Regions from separate parts of the Mus musculus genome. Here region 2 is linked to region 1. A link is a contact called in public Hi-C data. All regions are on one chromosome and are shown on one strand. Each heading gives the region's core, a stretch centred on a gene start, on an enhancer-like site or on the middle of the called end of the contact. The rest is flanking DNA. Distances are from core to core; before and after follow the strand shown.

Region 1 (4,330 bases), core at 654-3,153:
TGGAGCATATTAGAAAAAAATCTCAAGTAGCATGTAATGAATATGTGACTGTAATTGTTATTTTATAGTAGAGTTAATGGCAAAAATTACAGTTAATAGAGGATTCCAGAAACCCATGAGACAATTTAGAATAATTAAGTTTCACACCTAATTTTCTGATTGGTATTCAGTAATTTTGTAACTATTAAGACTGACTAGTCAGTCATACTTTTAGAAATCATAGCTGTTTCTGAGTTTCTTCTAAGAGAAGGATACACACACACACACACACACACACACACACACACTTATGGAAGATAAACCAATAGATAGTTACACTCTGTCTCACATACAGAGGAAGGGATAGTGGGAGGGGAGAAAAGGGGAGAGACTCTCGAATGCTTTTCTGTGCTATAGTGATTATATAAAACACTAGCAAATTGTTTTATAATTTAAGACAGAAAACATCAGGTTTTTATTCTCAGAAATTTTATTAGACTATTTTCCTCATTTAGGACAAATCTACGGAGTGGATTTTTGGCCATTTGTGAGGCAAGACAAGAACAGTGAAGTAAAAATTACTAACGTGAGGGGAGGGATCCTGAGGCACATTGTCTGGTCTTTGTCCTGAGAGACGCTTTGCTCACTAAGTGCTTTCAATTTTAGGGATGTTTTATGGAGCATGTAGGAGGTCCTAAAAGGGTTAATCCTGTTTGTTGTTCTGAATAAGAATATACAATGGACTCACATTAGCAAGAGGTTGGTATGAGCCCAAGTGTTCCATTCTGGCAAGAATACTCTTGCTTGGATTGTGGTTTTTTACTGATAGACCTGATTTAGAACCGTGTTGTGCAGCCGAAATCATTGTGCAGCTTCATCTCAGAAATTGCTACATGCAATAAAGCATTATGGATGTTTATTCTGGGCCGATCTGCCGGCACAGTAGAGTGCGCACAGTCACATACTCCCAGCTATGCAGGCAATGAGATGTAATTCCAAGCTCCCCCTTTCCACTAGCTCACCATAATGTTCCTCTCCAGTTGGAATGCTCTTCACAGCCTGATGACTGGGTTTACTCCTCTGTGTTCTCTCTTCATGGCATGAAGATCCTATTTGCTCTAGCTGAGGGTCTCCATGTTTATTATAATAGTTTGATAGATTTCTGAAGGATAAAAACAGTGCTGTTTGTGGTTAAAGTACTGATCGGACGCTCAGTGCAACTCTTATTGCTGAGTGTTCATGGTTCCAGCCTATCTAGATTCATGGGTAGAATATTTTGGAGTTCTGAGAACATTTTTTTCTGGGGCAGAGTTCTCTGGAAATACTGAGAGAAGGTAGTGGAATAAGATGATAAGGACACAACTTCAAATGGCTATACACAACACCCCTTGCAATACCCTATCACTGGATGTTACTATTTTCATTACACCGTAGGATAGTCAAGCTGAAAACTCAAGAATTGTTTGTGAGGCATTGGGGTAAAGATGTCTTTCGGGTGATTTTGATTCCAGCCACTTTTACTGCCATCAAGCAAGATACCCTGGAAGTTTTATAGCTCAGTCCTAGGATCTCACGGGCTGCTGTTTTCCTGCCCACTGTTCTGGGGTCATTGGGTATGCTGTCCTCTATGAGGCAGTCTGTCCTAATCAACTCACCTGTACCCAGGTGCAAACACTGTGCCTGCCTTTTGCTAATTAGCATGTCCACCAGTATCTTAAAATTGACCAATTCTTTTTTTTCCCTCTTCGAGACACAGCAGGTGCTCCGTAAGTGCCTGCTGATTTTCTTTCCTTTTATCCTGCCTTTTCATCCTCTGTCCTTCTACAGTCCTCTTCCTTTCCTTCATCTCCCTTTGCTTCCCTTCTTTTCCACTGACATTCAACTGAGTGCAGCTGCTTTGGTGGTAGGCCATTTCAAACTGGAATATTTTAGTGCCAGGTGTGGATTTAATTGGACTTTTACTTAGAACACAGGCAGACAGTATTCAGGATGCCCTCCACCCCCAGTAAAAACTGCTGAATCACCGGTTCCAAAATCAGTGTAAAATATGTTCAGACCGTCCAAAAGCGGCATTTGTAATGCGATCCAGTGCCTTGGGGGAATGGGGTAAACAAAATTTTTAAAACAGAATGTTTCCATCAGTTCACGGTGAACACAATCTGCATTTCGCTCAGGCGAAAAATATCTTAAAAAGCTAGATAAAGGAAACGAAGGCATGAGCAACATGTTATTTGTAGGAATGACATACATTATCTCCTTGGCAACTGCAGGGTGGCATGCAATTTGGCAATCTGTGTTGTGTCATCTTGGATCCCTGGAAGTCACTGTTTCCTACAGAAACAAAGGAAAGAACAACATGAGAAAGACAAAAAAAATACTGATTTCAGTCTGCTAGAAAGGTACTTTTAAACCAAGGGACCAGCAGCCTTTCAAAGTATAACAAGAACTCAAAATGGCATTGCATTTTCTCTTATTAATTTCACAAGACTTTATAATCTGATTAAGTTTGGTTTCCTCTGATGGCTCTTTAATCATGCTTTGTGATGAAATGATAGCTTATGCCATGTATGTGGTCCTCTCAGCACTGCCAAAGGCTCTCATGCTTGTGCAAATTCATTTGTTCAGTCTTTCAAGAAATGTTTGTTGGATGCTTTGTTTGTGCCAGGTTCCATGCAAGGTATCAGGCTGTTTGGACTTCTTTTTATATATTACAACCATCCTCTCATGCCCACGGGATGTTGGCCATTGCTTTATTGGATGTGAGTCAACACTTTACCAAGCATCCACTTAGTTTCAGCTTTGAGACCCTGTTACATAAGAAGCTAAAATTTAGCAAACCACGAACCGTAGGACTTTCATAGCACTCCGTGGAATACAAAACAGTTCTCATGATGCTCTTTCTTTGGTCAGTGATTTCTGGGATCTTCCAGAGATGCCGTCAGCTAGTTTTTACCAGTAGCTTCAGAATAAATAGCTTCAAAATACAAAATAATAGTGACTGGTATCCAATATAATTTCATGTGTCAGGTAGTTTGTCAGGACTGAAATGGAATATTTTAAGCAAGGGGGATGCGGGTTGCAATGCAGAAAACCACAGTCTGAACATTTTCACTTCCATGGGATTCAAGGAAGTATTAACATTACACAGTGAAGCGAAGAGATCTTAAGGGACTAGAATGGGATGGCTTGATCACAGCCTGAAGATGATACCACTGCTTGCAGGAAATTAAAGCATCCTCTACTTGTTACTAGAATCACTGTAGATTACTGGAAGTCTTCACCTCCGCCCTTGAAATTCTGTGGGAAATAAGGATTGGGGGTTAATTAGTATTGGCAGTAGGGTTCAAAATTCAGTTCTCCACAGTGATGATGCTGCATCTTTCCAACTGCCTAGTGTCTAGCAAATTGCTTCTAGTGTTTATTCTCCATCCATTTTCAATTTTATCACAACAGAAAGTGAGGCATTTCTTCACATTGCTGGAGCCTATTAACAAATGACTTAAAGACAGTCTGCAAATGTCTACCAAGTCTCCTGAAATTGCCTGAAGGTTGACTTTCCTAGTAATTCAGGTGCTTTTCTACCTCTGAGGAAAAGTCACATGTCTCATTTTATAATTTCCACGTTAAAATAACAACTATATTTTGTTTCCTATAATTTCCTCCCATAGGGTCATATTTTACTATGTCCTTCCTGAGAGCATGATTTCAGTTTAAATTTTTCTTGGTTTTGTGGAGATATTCATGGAAGTTTTAAATAGCATTGCAGCTGTACAGAAAAGCTGTTCTAGTGTGTGCTTTCAAAGTCAGCTTTTCAATAAACGATAGCTTCAGATGATTGAAAAGAGGGGAAAGAGTCTTGTTAAACAAGCCTCTGCAGCCACCGTCTACATGTTCCAAAGCATCCTGGAAAAGAGGCTGCTGTATCTCTCCATTTTGCTACCTGAGAGACAGGTTGGTCTCATGAGTCTCATGCCTTTCTGGAGTGACACTAAATGATAGGAGTATTGGGACATCCATGCCGGAGGTGATTTCTCTGTGTAATCACATATTCATAGTTTCTAAGGCAGATGTACAAAACAAGAGAGTAAATGCATTTCATTCTCGCTATCACTTAATATCCAGGATTGACTCATTAGCTACTTCATTAACTATTATAGCGTCCCAGGAAGTGTAATCTGTATAGACTAAATGACTGTCATCTGGTTTTGAAGTAGCCTTAAGTGCGCTACTTTTTGGCTATATTCATTGCCAACTGCATATCTCCTGAGACTTGTGATTAAAACTAATTTTTGCTATTTTGTGTGTAGAGAAATTGATTTTATTGCTGAATTATTTTAGTACAATTACTCAT
Region 2 (4,330 bases), core at 672-3,171, 370 kb before region 1:
TTAAGAACCAGATTATTATTCTAAAACATATAAATAGTTAAAACTTGAACTATTTGGAAGAATGGATATTATAGAATATGGTAGGACAGTGTTCACTGTGACTGTTATGTTCCCAAATACTGAAAATAGAACACGTAGTTGAATATGCAAGCAACTGGATGTTTGTAGTGGATCAAATTTGTGATCCCTCTTTCTCTGAAATATGCAGCTGTTTAAAGTGAAATATAACAAATACTAATAACAGCGAAAGGAAATCTAAATTTCAAAGTCCTTCCAGTCTTGGAAATTTTACATATCAGGCAAAATAAGTTGTAAAGGTAAAAATTGCAACACAAAAAAATGGGAATAATCAATGAATGGTTTTACATGGCATACTTTAAGGGAAAGTCCTGGATACTCACTGTTTCATAGAGATGCTTACACTTAGAGCTCTAAGTCACGCCAGCCCAACTCTTCATTTTGCCACCACAAGGCTTCTCCTGCTGATTTAGAATCCAATATAAAGTGCAGTGCAGGTGCCAAGAGGATGAGTTGCATCCACAGAGAGTCTGAGTGATTCTGAGTCCTCCCTTTCCCAGGGTTAGGAACAGCACAGCTCCTTCACAGTAAGTGAACAAAGAGGGAGTCCTTGTGATTAGCTCCCATGTAGGCTACAGAATTGAGGAATGTTTCAAAAGTGAAAAAGAACTCCTCCTCTGTAGCTTCCGCTATTACATTTTGGGAAAAAAAGTCTTTGCTATTTAGAATTCCTATAAATAAAAATATTGGGGGGGGGGTGGTGGACTCAAGTTCTAGCCCCTCACTGACACCTGAGATCACAGAGCAGTCTCAAGTTTGCTTGGTATATTTCATTCTTTTCAATGTCTCCACCATGCCCTTCCCCTTACTGCTTCTGTCCCTTCTTGCAACTCCATGGAGACTATGTCTTAGAAAGAAGATATGGAATTGTCTATCCTCAAGTGGAGTTCTCAAAGATGTCTTTCACCATAAAGGCTGATGTGGTGGTCCCCTGGACTCTATCGATTCTACCATTTGAAGCACTTGGAACTAAACGTGCCTCCTGGGCAGAGGTCGACTAAACCGGGGAAGAGAGGCTCCACGTTGGATTGGCAGCCAATAGGCCTGATCAGAACCTCGCTCTTGGAGAAACAGGAATGCCAAATGAGGTAGGTTAATTGCACCAGCGTACTCATTAAAGTATGATTTGGTTCTTTGTAGACCCACGCTTGGAAACATGACCACCATATGATGATCTCCCATATTTGATGACATTCATCCATAATCTATGCTTACCCATGTAGTCTGACTTAAGAAATATGTTAGTTAAAAATTAAAATAGAGATACAGTATGTACATTACATAGGAATACAGATAGATATATGCTCATATATGTTTATTTCTTAATTTTCTCTATATTGTTTATCAGAAAAGGTGTTGAGGCAGGAAAAAATTATAAGATAATTGCATTTTCTCTTTTCAACTTAACTGCCTTTAAAGAGCAAGTAAAAAGAAACCCCCAAGTTTTATATATATACAAGGTCCTGCATAGGAGTGAGTTCTCATTCCTGTGTCAAGGCATGGGGGCGGGGGAGCTAATGAGTGTACAAACTGAAAAAACTTTAACCTTCTGAAACCAAGCATAGTTTATTGTGGGCTGAATCACCTTCAATTTTGTTCTGAGCTATAGGATAAACAGACCTTTCGATGTTCTTACTGAGTAGAAAGAGACCAAGATTCTGGTCAGCTATAGTTACCTTGGACTACCCAGGTGAAGCGGGTTAGTGCCTTTAACAATCTCTCGCCTATACTGAAAGGTTATTTTTGAAGACAAGGGGACTGAATGTTCCGTGTTCCCACCGTTGTCATGGAAACCTTTCAGCTAGCTGAATAGGTTAGCAGGATTTTATGTTCCCCATTTTGACAAATACAAGAAGACATGATCCCAGCTTTGCATCACTAATCAGGCGCTTCTGTTTTCCAGGCTTATGGCTCTTGATTAGTCATATTTTCTTAATGTTTTGTTGTTTTATTTATTTATTTTTTGCCACCCCCACTCCCTAACATAAATCAACAGGCAAGTTGTCTTTCAGAAATCATTTCCACTTTAAAAGCAGAGCCAAAATCGTGACTGGGCTGACCTTGTTGTGTGGGGACTCATACTGCTCACAGCTCTGAAAGGCTCCTGTAGATTAATTTAGGCTCCTGCTGAAGCTCTTCTGATTTCTACTGATTTTCAGTGGTTTCCTGGAGGTAAACTCACTTGCTAATAGGCAGGAATTATTCCTCATTTTAGCAACAACAGACAGCCAACACGGGCTTCTAAAGCACAGGTGAGATTCAGGAAAAAGGCATCCAAGGTTGAAACCAAAACAAGCTTGGTGCATGCGTGAATTCAGATCTAGCAAATAATGACTTTCCCATCTTATTTGAATCTAATCACCTTCCACATTTTTTCATTAATTTATTTAGTCAGTTTATATCCCAATCACACCTGCCTTCCTCTCATCCTAGTCTCGCCCTTACAAATTCCTCCCCCCCTGCCCTTATCTTTTCCTCCCCTCCTTAGAAAAGGGGAAGACTCCCTTGGGCACCACCCAGCTCTGGGATATCTAGTCGAAGCAGGACTAAGTGCATCCTCTTCCACAGAGGTCCAACTGGGCAATCCAGTGATGGCAGGCAACAGAATCATTGACAGCCTCTGCTCCAACTATTAGAGGACCCACGTGAAGACCAAGCTGCGTATCTGCTACAAATGTGTAGGGGATTTAGGTCCAGCCCCCGTGAGAGAACAAACTCCTAACAGTAGTAATGATACTCTTCTGTGCTTGCAGACAGGAGTCTACCATAACTGTCTCGTGAGAGGCTTCATCCAGCAGTGGATGGAAACAGATGGGGAGACCCACAGCCAAACATCAGGTGGAGCTCCAGGAGTCTTGTAGAAGAGTGGAGGATAGAATTGAGGGACCAGAGGGGTCAAGGACAGGAGACCTATAGAGTCAATAAAATGGGCCATGGGGGGCTCGCAGAGACTGAACCACCTCCATATTTTTTTCACAGGATATCAGTGGTTTAAGGGCAAGGGCAAGATGGAAAGGCAGTAACTGCACTGTGGACATAGGGATGAGCATTTTGGGTGGACTAGCTGAGGCTGGTCTTTGTTGGGTCCTCTACAAAGGACCTTTGTTGGGAGTCTGGTTGTAAAAGTCTGGGAAAGGAAGAGACAAGGCTGATGGGTAGTGTGTTGTGAAATGACAGCGTAGTAAAGTCGCAAAAACAGTGGGCTCTCTGTCTGCATGACTTGGGAAACTGCTCTTGTACTGAACTTCCATTACAAGAGGAACAGAAATACTGGTCCCATTTTCTTGTGCAGAGGGGGTAGAGTTAAATCCTGTACCTTGATCATCAGCTCCCATCTATGAAGTATGTGCCATAGGCATATTTAACAGGACAAAGCCTCTGGGGAGATGGAAAAATACAGAAAACGATAACAAGGCACAAAAGAACATGGGGAAGGAGGTGAGCCTGGGCACGGGCACTGTCGTTTTTAGTTGTATCCATCCTGGACACTGCCAGCATGACCATCTCAGTCCCACACTTCACCAGACCCTCTCTGTCTGCATGCGACTAATTGAAATGATTTTTTTTTTGCAGAATTAATTTAACGAAAAGTGATTTCTGTTATTCGATTATGTTCCAGTGCAGTCTTGCTTTCCGTTAAATGCTCCATCGTCTGTTCTGCCCCAATGTAATCAAGCTTGCCTAAGAAACATCGACTTAATAGAGAAGTGCATCATGGAAACCTCTTTCTTAATGGGGCATAAAGCCTTGGTGATTCAGGGGCTTCAACTTTCCCATAGCAGTTATATGCCACTGGGAATTAGTGCATTGAAATTCACTAAATTCTGTGTACTCTTCCTGCAAGCAGATAGTAACAACTTGATTGCTACAAAAGGATGAGAAATAAACCAACTGGAGTGTCATTGAGTAGGCCTCGAATGATTTCGATGATTTGGGAAGCCATCAAAATAAAAGGTGGCACACGTCTAAACCTCTAAAAGTGCCTGGCAGACAAGAAGGCAGGCATGAAAATGAAACAGCTTGGATCCTTCTAACTGTCTTGAAGGTGATTGGGCAACAGTAAGCAGTCATTTACATAATATAAATGGTATCTCTTCAAAAATTAATGAATCCCCTGTGTGTTATGAAATTTACCTGGTAGAAAAATTTTCTCCTCCTTCCAAGTGATGATGATGAAAACAAGTGCTCAATTGTTAAATATTTTTGTTTTGCATTTAATCTCTCGATGTGCCACAGTGTTCTTGTTTAGAAT

The links. Hi-C and Micro-C count contacts between places; a contact is called where the count stands out from the background.
Region 2: a contact with region 1 is called in a Hi-C map of cortical neurons, with 4 times the contacts expected there. The contact joins two enhancer-like sites. A contact is called at or near these places in 3 of 484 Hi-C or Micro-C datasets (cerebral cortex and cortical neurons).

The regions. Positions count from the first base shown.
Region 1 is chr5:71,602,239-71,606,568 of GRCm38.p6, reverse strand. The region is part of intron 8 of Gabra4 (gamma-aminobutyric acid (GABA) A receptor, subunit alpha 4); the gene reads left to right. Among named protein-coding and RNA genes, the nearest start is that of Gabra4, 54 kb to the left of the region's middle. Within about 2 kb of position 1,903, at least 12 of the 459 cell types and tissues checked have an H3K27ac peak or open chromatin away from gene starts, as enhancers often do. A contact at or near this core is called in cortical neurons, where this site is marked.
Region 2 is chr5:71,968,167-71,972,496 of GRCm38.p6, reverse strand. All of the region lies in intron 4 of Gabrb1 (gamma-aminobutyric acid (GABA) A receptor, subunit beta 1), which reads right to left. Among named protein-coding and RNA genes, the nearest start is that of Commd8, 200 kb to the left of the region's middle. Within about 2 kb of position 1,921, at least 20 of the 459 cell types and tissues checked have an H3K27ac peak or open chromatin away from gene starts, as enhancers often do. A contact at or near this core is called in cortical neurons, where this site is marked.